3 separate regions of the Zea mays genome follow, and regions 1 and 3 are each linked to region 2. Evidence: chromatin contacts called from public Hi-C data. All regions are on one chromosome and are shown on one strand. Each heading gives the region's core, a stretch centred on a gene start, on an enhancer-like site or on the middle of the called end of the contact. The rest is flanking DNA. Distances are from core to core; before and after follow the strand shown.

Region 1 (2,700 bases), core at 67-2,566, 390 kb after region 2:
CCAAGAAACTGTGATAATTTATTATGCTCAGTTGTCAGTTTAACTATCTAGCAGGGCAACTGCAGACATGTTAACGGGACTGAACAATGGAACAGTAAAAAACTTAAGCTTTCATGGCACAGACCTACTGTCTGAAAACCAAGAACCGTAGAACCACAACAAAAAAAGATGAGAATATATCGCGCTAGAGAACATATCGCTAAAATACAACTAGTCAAGTACCATGCAAGATCCTGAAATTCCATATCTTACTTCCTACAACAAGTCACCAATGCCAAACAACTTAAGAGCAAAACTCCAAAATTGGAATGGGAAATCCATAAAGTATCCTTCAGTTCGCAAAATTCGGACCATTTAACCACCTAAGTTTCGGTTAGTGGCGCAGAATTGGCGTGAACCCATACCGGTTACCTACCTGGACAGCAAGAGCTACTATTTGAAATTTCCCATATGTGGAATTTGACATGAGGAGCATACCCCTCTCCCTAGAGCCATGATCCCCTCTCACCTTAGCTTTGGAGATGATCTTGACAGCGACAGTATGGCCCTTGTGCTCGCCCTTCTTGACGACGGCGGAGCAGGTGTGGCCAAAGTGGCCCCTCCCGACCTCCTTCCCGAGATCGTACTTGGCCCCAAAGTTCTTGGCGAAGCCGAACGTTTTGTCCAACGGGCGGTCGGCCTCGGCGGAATCGGCGGCACCAACGGCCGCGCCGGCGCCGGCCCCGGCCCCGGCCCCCGCGCCGCCCTCCTCCGGTATGGTGCCCTCCTTGGGCTTGCCCCCGCCGAGGCGCTTGGCGAGCGTGGCCTTGATGTGCTTGGCGGGCGAGGGCGGCGGGAAGGGCCGCTTGAAGAACCTCCGGGGCGTGGACCGGGCCGGCGACGGCGACACGCCCGCGGGGAGCGGGCTGGCGCCGCCGGCCGGGTACGGACTAGGCCAGGCGGCGGCGCCGGGCGTCGCCGCCTGGTGGTGGTGCACCGGCGTGGTGGATCCGGACTTGTGGCGCCTGGGCGTGGCGGGCAGCGGCGCGCCGTTGGCCGGCAGCGGGGATGGCGGCGCGACCGACCCCGCCCCCGAGGGGTCGGCGTCGTGGTCCGCCCGCGAGGACGCGCCGCGCGCCTTCCCGTAGCACTGCCCCATCGCGGCCCGGCGCGGCGGGCGGGCGAGACCGGAGGCGGCGCCCGGGCCGCTAGGGTTAGGGTTTGGGTTCCGGCCCTCCGCGCCGCCGCGGGTGGGGATCGCGAGGCGGGGCAGGGCGGGTCGTTGCCTCGTTGGGAATGAAAGGGGAAGGAGAAGAAGCAGGGGCCAGGGGGGCGCGAGACAGGAGGAGGAGGGAGGGAGCGAGAGGTGGCGTCCGTTATTTCTCTCTCCTCCCCCTCCCTCGGTTACAGCGCGGCAGCTAGCTGGGGCGGGGTCGAGTCCTCGGGAGGCGACCGTGAATCCACCCACTCCCCGAGGGGCAGTACGCAAAAGAGTCTTCTCTGCGCGTACAGTACATACGGCGAAAGCCCGCCTCGCCCTCCCTCCTTTTCCACCCGAAAAACGCCTTTCTGACCGGGCCGGGCGTCCCCGCGCGGCGCAGGCCCACCTGCCATCCACTCACCCCCACCTGCCCGGCACCGGCTGGCGCCACACGGCACGGCATCCGTGCGTGGGGAACCAGCGCGGGGTGACGTCAGATTGGAGGTGTTATTATCGCAATAAATGCACGAGGCGAGGCGAGGCGAAGTGGTCGGCGGTTTTGGCCGTGCCACGCTGATGGTGGCCGGTGGGGGTGGTTCGGTTTGGCCGGCCGGGGGGACGGGGAGGTCCCGGCTCCCTCCTCCAGACACACGGCGGCGGCGGGTGGGGCGGGGGCAGGTGGCGCCTCCGCTGTTGCCGGCGCCCTTAATCCGCTCGCGCTTTTGCCAGCAGGAGAAGAGCAGTTGGAGTTTGCTAAGGTCCTGTTCGGTTGTTCCGGATTGGAACCCCGGATTAATTCCTAGCCGGATTACTTCTCTAATTTATATAGATTTTGATGAGCTGGAATGAATCCTGGCTTATTCCGTATAACCGAACAGGCCCTAATCTGGCTCTTGGTTGGGCCATTACCGCCTTCCTAGTTTTACGGGCGAGATTCTGTTTCGGGCTTGTTGCTGTTCATAAAAGCAATTATTTTTATTACTCGCGAAAAATAACAATCCTTTTTTTTTTGGTACATGCTGAAATGCCATTTTTTTTCCTTTTTTGGCCATGATCTGCACTGGTGCTCTTGGCTGTTTGGTCACAGATAACTGGAGACAGGGACGTCTCTTAGTGTCTCCTCTCGTCCCTTTAATTTTGAGAGATAATTAGAGATAACACTGAGATAGTCATGTTTCAAACATTGACTCTAAATCAAACAACTTTAATTAAAGGATCGTTGTCATCTCGTTGTGTGGTTACAACCAAACGTGTACATCCTAGATCGGAAATCGGGACCGATTCGCTCTCTGGGTTTGACCGTTCTGCTCATAGGACGCTACGTTCGCGGCTAGTCTTCTGTCTACCACTGACGAAGAACAAGAACGAGAACAACAAACCTTTACTGTACTTTTCTCATGATTGGAACTGTTCCGAGCCGACTACATCAACGACAACGCTCAACTTCACATCTTCTTCCTCTTCAGTTCTCGGCAGCTTTGGAATTGCTCAGCTCAGCTCAGCTTTTCGACGCCGAGTCT
Region 2 (2,739 bases), core at 166-2,665:
GGCAGCCGTTGCTTTGTGTCAACACGGAAGTGCTAGCTTGACGTTTTACCGGCCATATCACCGTATGTCCGGTATGGCTATAAAGTTTTTAATAATGCTATAAAAATATCGTCTCAGTCTAAATACATTCTAGTGGTCTTAATAGTGTTTATGAATGTCCAGTACTCGATAGGCCCTCGAAAACACCTGGAACGGTTCACGAAAAATGGCGAAAACCTGAAAATTGGCCCGAGAACCGTGGGCACCAAAAATCTACAATAGAAAGTGGGTCAAAGAAAAACGACATGAGGTTCAGTTTCTAGATTGTTATGTTTGACACGTTGGAACAAACAAAAAGCATAGAAATCATAAATTCAAAATAGAAAAAAAAACTAATGATTTGAGCTCCTCACACGTATAGTAAATAAAGAACTCTTATGTGAGGAGAAACTAACTAAAAACATTATGTTTTATTAAAATAAAATTTATCATAGTACAAAATTAAAGAAATAAAAACTACATGATTCATATTCCATGTTCCAAGTTATAATTCGTTTAACTTTTTACCTAAATTTGACCGGCTCGTCTTATTCAAAAAAATTCATAATTTTTGTTATTTTTTGTTGTGATTTTGTTTAGCAAAAGCTTTGAAATTTTTTATTTTTTCGCAAAAAAATAATAGGACGAGCCAATCAAACATGGCAAAAAAGTCAAACAAATCATAATTTGGAATGGAGGGAGTAATAAATAAAAAAACAATATAGTTTATAATAAAAACTACATAATTTATATAACATAAATCAAAACTACATGATTTTCGAAGCAAAAAATTATATAATTCTTTTTTTTTGTTCTTTGAATTTTGGATTTTAGTTTTTTGTATTTCAAATGGTTGAAAAATCAGGTAGCATATGTGTGAACCAACCAAAATGTGTCATGTCGTTAAAAATAGATGATCGATACCAACCAGACCATCGGTACCAACCGGACCATCCGACGTATCGACGATACAAATCGATCGGTACTAGCTCTAACACGGTCGATATCAATCGAATTAGGAGGTTGATAGATCTATCAACCAACCCATCGTTTGAGTCGGTCTGGTTAATATCAATCAGCTCATAGACCATATAGGTAGACAATCTATACTATCCAGGGTTGAAACCAACCACAGACTCACTCGAATGTCACCCCGTATAGTTTTGTGGACCGAACGTAGAGAGATTTTGTATGGCATAATTTTTTATAGATAGTTAATAAAATATACTCTCTGTTTTTTTATTTGTCGTGTTTTAATTTAAAAATAAACTACGAGCAACAAATATTGAGAACGAATGTAGTATTAGAAAGCGCGGATAAGAAAAGATGGATACGGGAACTGCTATGGAGAGATATACTTGGATTGGATGGCATGGTACTCGAGTGAACTTCTTGGCGTGGCCAGTGTGGGTTTAATGGCAAATGGAGTATCATCCGGGCTCTATTTCTAAACCCAAGACTGATCAAGCGAACAAATCATTAATAAAAAGTTTGCTAGTGAGTCGAGAAGAGAGAGAGAGGCGTCCGGAATTCATCGCCAGCGATGTCTCCGTCCGCCGACGCCCCCGGCCCGGCCTCCTCCGCCTCGGCGCCCCCGCTCGCGCCCCTCATCGCCGCGCAGCTCAACTACCTCCTCTCGCACTCCAAGCTGCCCATTAGGGTACCCGCTCTGCCTCGCCTCGCGGCTCGCCGCTCCCTTTCTCACTTCGCTCGCTTGCAGGTGGTACAGATCTGGTCCGGCTGCCGCAACGGTCGCCCTGCCGATCGGTTCAGGCTCGCCATCCCCTTCTGCCTCGACTACGTCCACTGTAACGCACCCTCGCTCTCTCGCTCCAATGGTACTAGGGTTCGAAATCGTAGCTCAGATTCTGGTGCCGCAGGGGATTTCGTGTACAATGCGCTGTCTCCCAAGGTGGCACCAGACGTGGTGTTCGGTCCGGAGGATGAGAGGTTCCAGCCGCTGGTCGATTACGCTGCTGCTGGAAATGGCGATAAGAGCTGCTTGGCGCGTTGGGATTGCCGCGCCCCCGAGGGACTCCATGCGCTCGTACAGGAGCTTCGGTGAGGTTCTTCTTGCTTCACGAGTTGTCTATGCTTATGTTGTGATCTGGTTGGGGTGGTAGTAGTGCTATGTACTGACTGAGGATTGCAAACATGGGGAAAGTGGTTGACTGTGTAACTGTGTTTATGAATAGGGAGTACTGAGTAGGGATGAATGTTGGTGCCTTTGCTTTCCGCCAGAGCCAAGATTGAATGAATGCATGATCTGCCCACCCCTTTTTTAACTATAGTTTGTGTGGCAGGTTTGTGGTTTGGAAGATATTGATATCATGAGATGTTCTTGTTGGTTATGAAAGCACACTGAGATACCCATGTTGCTTTTGTCGTTAAGCTTTCTTTTGATAACTGTTTAATTCTAATTTTGACTGCTGCAGAGAATTGTACATTGAATACCAAAAGGAGCGGGTTCACATGGTGGATGACGCGAGACTAGCGTTTGAACTAAGCACAGTTCTCTCTAAGGAGGTAATGGCTTAACGCACTTCCTCAGTTGCCCATCTGGTGACAATGTGACATTGAGGTATTAGATTGGTATGCCATACGTGCAGATGTATGGTCTAGATAAAAGCAGCTTTTATATGGTGCAGCTGCAGTATGGTGATAAATAGACAGGGTCTTAAGCAGGTGCTGAAGATTGAGTGGCCTGAATGACTTATTACC
Region 3 (2,700 bases), core at 99-2,598, 310 kb before region 2:
AGCGTGAGCTCGGCCAGCGTGGCCGGCGGCGTGGCCCCGCGGCCGGCGCACTCGACGGCGCCCGAGCCGCAGTCGGCGGTGGCGCACGCGAAGGTGGCGCCCGAGGCGGCAGGCGACGTGGCGCAGAGCGTGCGCGCCCAGACGCGGCCCGACCACGCCGCCGCTACGGTCACCGCGGCCGACCGCCCCGGGGCCAGCGCGAAGCCCGTGGTCGACGGCGCCGGCGCGCCGGCGTTGGAGAGGAGGCCCGGCCACACCGTGTAGCCGCAGCTGTTGGTGATAGTCAATGTCGCGGCGTCTGCTCCTGGTGATCGCAATGCTCTCGGTTATCAGTAACACATCGCGGTTTGTATACTCCGAGCTTCGTCAAGCAACAGGAGCTCAGACGCGTGAACATAAGCGCAAGAGAAAATTTTGGCCATTGGTTCCGGGAAGAAAACAACTCCATGTAATGTAACGCAAGGAACAAGTTCAAATGGAAGTGTTTTTTTTTAAGCATGCTGGATGGCTTGACTCTGACAAGTTCAGTGGTTACCTTGGACTTGGAGGAGTAATGCGAAGCAGCAGCAGCAGAGAAGAGGGAGGAGAAGGAGAGGTGCTCCCATGGAGGACGAGGGGATGAAGAAGAAGACAGGTACAGAATTTTAGCTCGTTGACGAGTCATGGCATGCATGGATGAGGTAACTGAGATATTAACTAGAGCAGAGCATCTGATCCCCATCAGCAGGGAGCAGCATGTTAGTATTATACAAATCCAATGCAGGTCCACGCATTTCGGTTTTAGACCGGCCATGCCATCCATGCCAACCTTACCTAAAAATTTACAGGAAAATAAGTCTTAAAAAAACATCACAAAATTAATTTACTCATATTTCTTCTATATCATAAGTATTAATTACCCTAGCCATGTTTCGTTGAAATTGAGTTTGCTTAGCTTCTCAAAGATCCTTGTCAACTTGTCATCGTCAGCACGTTCACTCATCACTGCTTGTTTGGTCACTGGAAACGTGTCTTATATGTCCAAGACACCCTCCACACACATATGCACTGTTTAGAAGTGAAGTATTTTTACAGTTTCTAGACAATACCATAGTTTTTAGCAATATCGTAGTGTTTTGTTGCAATCCTGAAAGCTATGTTTTCAAAACCATGGTATTATAGATACCATCGTATTTTTGGAGTATTAAAAACTCTAGTCCAACCTAAAGTTTTAAAGCATGACTAGCTTTTGTTTAACCATAGTTTACAATGTTATATTCAAACAATATTTCTTAAAACCATGGTATTTTTTGGAACTGCCAATACTACGGTATTATCATAACAATTGTAAAGTATAATATTGTAAAACTATGATTTTGAGAAACATTATTGCTAAACAAGTCCTAACAAGCGAGTTATTTTATGAATTCGTCGAAACAACAACATAGATATATGTATAAATATCAATATAATCACATATATTTATACTCTTCATTGTAAATTATAAGACGCTAGATACAATGTTTTAATTATATACACGATATATAAACATATACTAGTAAACATAATATGTTAATAAAAAGATAAAAATATTTTACAATTTAGAGTGGAAGGAGTAGCAGCAGTGCAAAAGAGATGTTAAAAATGTCTCTTCGTGCAGCTCTATGATCCCAAGACAAGATGGCCTACAACAATATCCAGCGCCAGGTCTGGCGCGAAAGGCCTACGAAGCCTGCAGCCCATAAAGTCCACGATCCCAACTCATGTGGGCTGCCAGGATCGCGGTCCGTTTTTCATGTGGGCTGTCTTCAATATGGGCCCCATGGTCGCAACTGGCCCTGGGAACGGACCAGACCACCGAGCGCGCTCCGGCGACTCCACTCCACCGCCGGCGCAGCTACGTCTACGTGGCTGCTGCTACGGTGCTACCAGCACTGGTCCGTCTCCCACCTTCGCGGCCGGAACCCCGCCCCGGACCCCGACGGCGCCGCCCTGATCCGGCTCCGGACCGCCGCGGCGCGGTCGTAGCGCGCGCGCTCGTCGGGGTCCGCGAGCGTGGCGTACGCGGCGTGCAGGCGGATGAACCCCTCGTCGCCGCGGCCGCCGCAGTCCGGGTGCACCTCCCTCGCCAGGCGCCGGTACGCCGCCTTGATCTCGCACCGGCTCGCGCCGGCCCCGACCCCGAGCACCTCGTAGTGCGTCCTCGCCGTCGCCGTCGCCGGAGTCGCAACCGCGGACGCGCGGCGGGCCACGCACCGGCCGCCGCGCCGCGCCCCGCAGCTCGGGAGCCCCGCCGTCGACGCGAGCGACGGAGCCATTGCTTCCTTTATCGTCTGTTCGTCCTCGGCCTCGCCTGCCGTGCGTGCGCGTGCGTGTGGCCGGTGTTCTTGGTTTCTTGGAGTGTGTCTTCGGGGGCTACGGTGCCGGACTCCGATGTGCGCCGTGGGATTTATAGGGCGGTGGCGACGAGGGGCCTGTGGGCTGTGGTGGTGCTTACGCGTCCACCTCTGAACTGATCTTATCCGCGGGAGGATGGAGATGGAGACGGAGATTCTCTCACTCTGCTGACTCATCTCCACCAGTGTGCCTGATGACTGCCTGCTTCGGCACCTGTTGCTTTCGCCATTGGACCCGGCAGCTGCCATCATTGCGGTTGCGGCTTGCCAACTCCCTCCTCGGCCCCTCCAGGAACAGGAGAAGTCTTATTCCTGATCATGTTAC

What was found. Hi-C and Micro-C count contacts between places; a contact is called where the count stands out from the background.
Region 1: a contact with region 2 is called in a Hi-C map of bundle sheath, with 4 times the contacts expected there. The contact joins the promoter of LOC542762 here to the promoter of LOC100282640 in region 2. A contact is called at or near these places in 3 of 25 Hi-C or Micro-C datasets (bundle sheath, ear and leaf).
Region 3: a contact with region 2 is called in a Hi-C map of ear, with 5 times the contacts expected there. The contact joins the promoter of LOC103626457 here to the promoter of LOC100282640 in region 2. A contact is called at or near these places in 8 of 25 Hi-C or Micro-C datasets (bundle sheath, ear, endosperm and 3 more).

What each region holds. Positions count from the first base shown.
Region 1 is chr5:62,669,884-62,672,583 of Zm-B73-REFERENCE-NAM-5.0, reverse strand. It overlaps LOC542762 (calcium dependent protein kinase 1), which reads right to left and starts at 1,316. Exons shown (of 11, transcript NM_001374293.1): 1 at 509-1,316. The coding sequence starts at 1,138.
Region 2 is chr5:63,062,851-63,065,589 of Zm-B73-REFERENCE-NAM-5.0, reverse strand. It overlaps LOC100282640 (protein BRE), which reads left to right and starts at 1,415. Exons shown (of 13, transcript NM_001155548.3): 1 at 1,415-1,678; 2 at 1,739-1,826; 3 at 1,899-2,079; 4 at 2,454-2,544. The coding sequence starts at 1,562.
Region 3 is chr5:63,375,682-63,378,381 of Zm-B73-REFERENCE-NAM-5.0, reverse strand. It overlaps LOC103626457 (thaumatin-like protein 1b), which reads right to left and starts at 1,348. Exons shown (of 3, transcript XM_008646866.3): 1 at 536-1,348; 2 at 1-304. The coding sequence starts at 605. It overlaps LOC100281085 (chaperone protein dnaJ 11), which reads right to left and starts at 2,390. Exons shown (of 1, transcript NM_001154004.2): 1 at 1,481-2,390. The coding sequence starts at 2,297. The coding sequence ends at 1,905.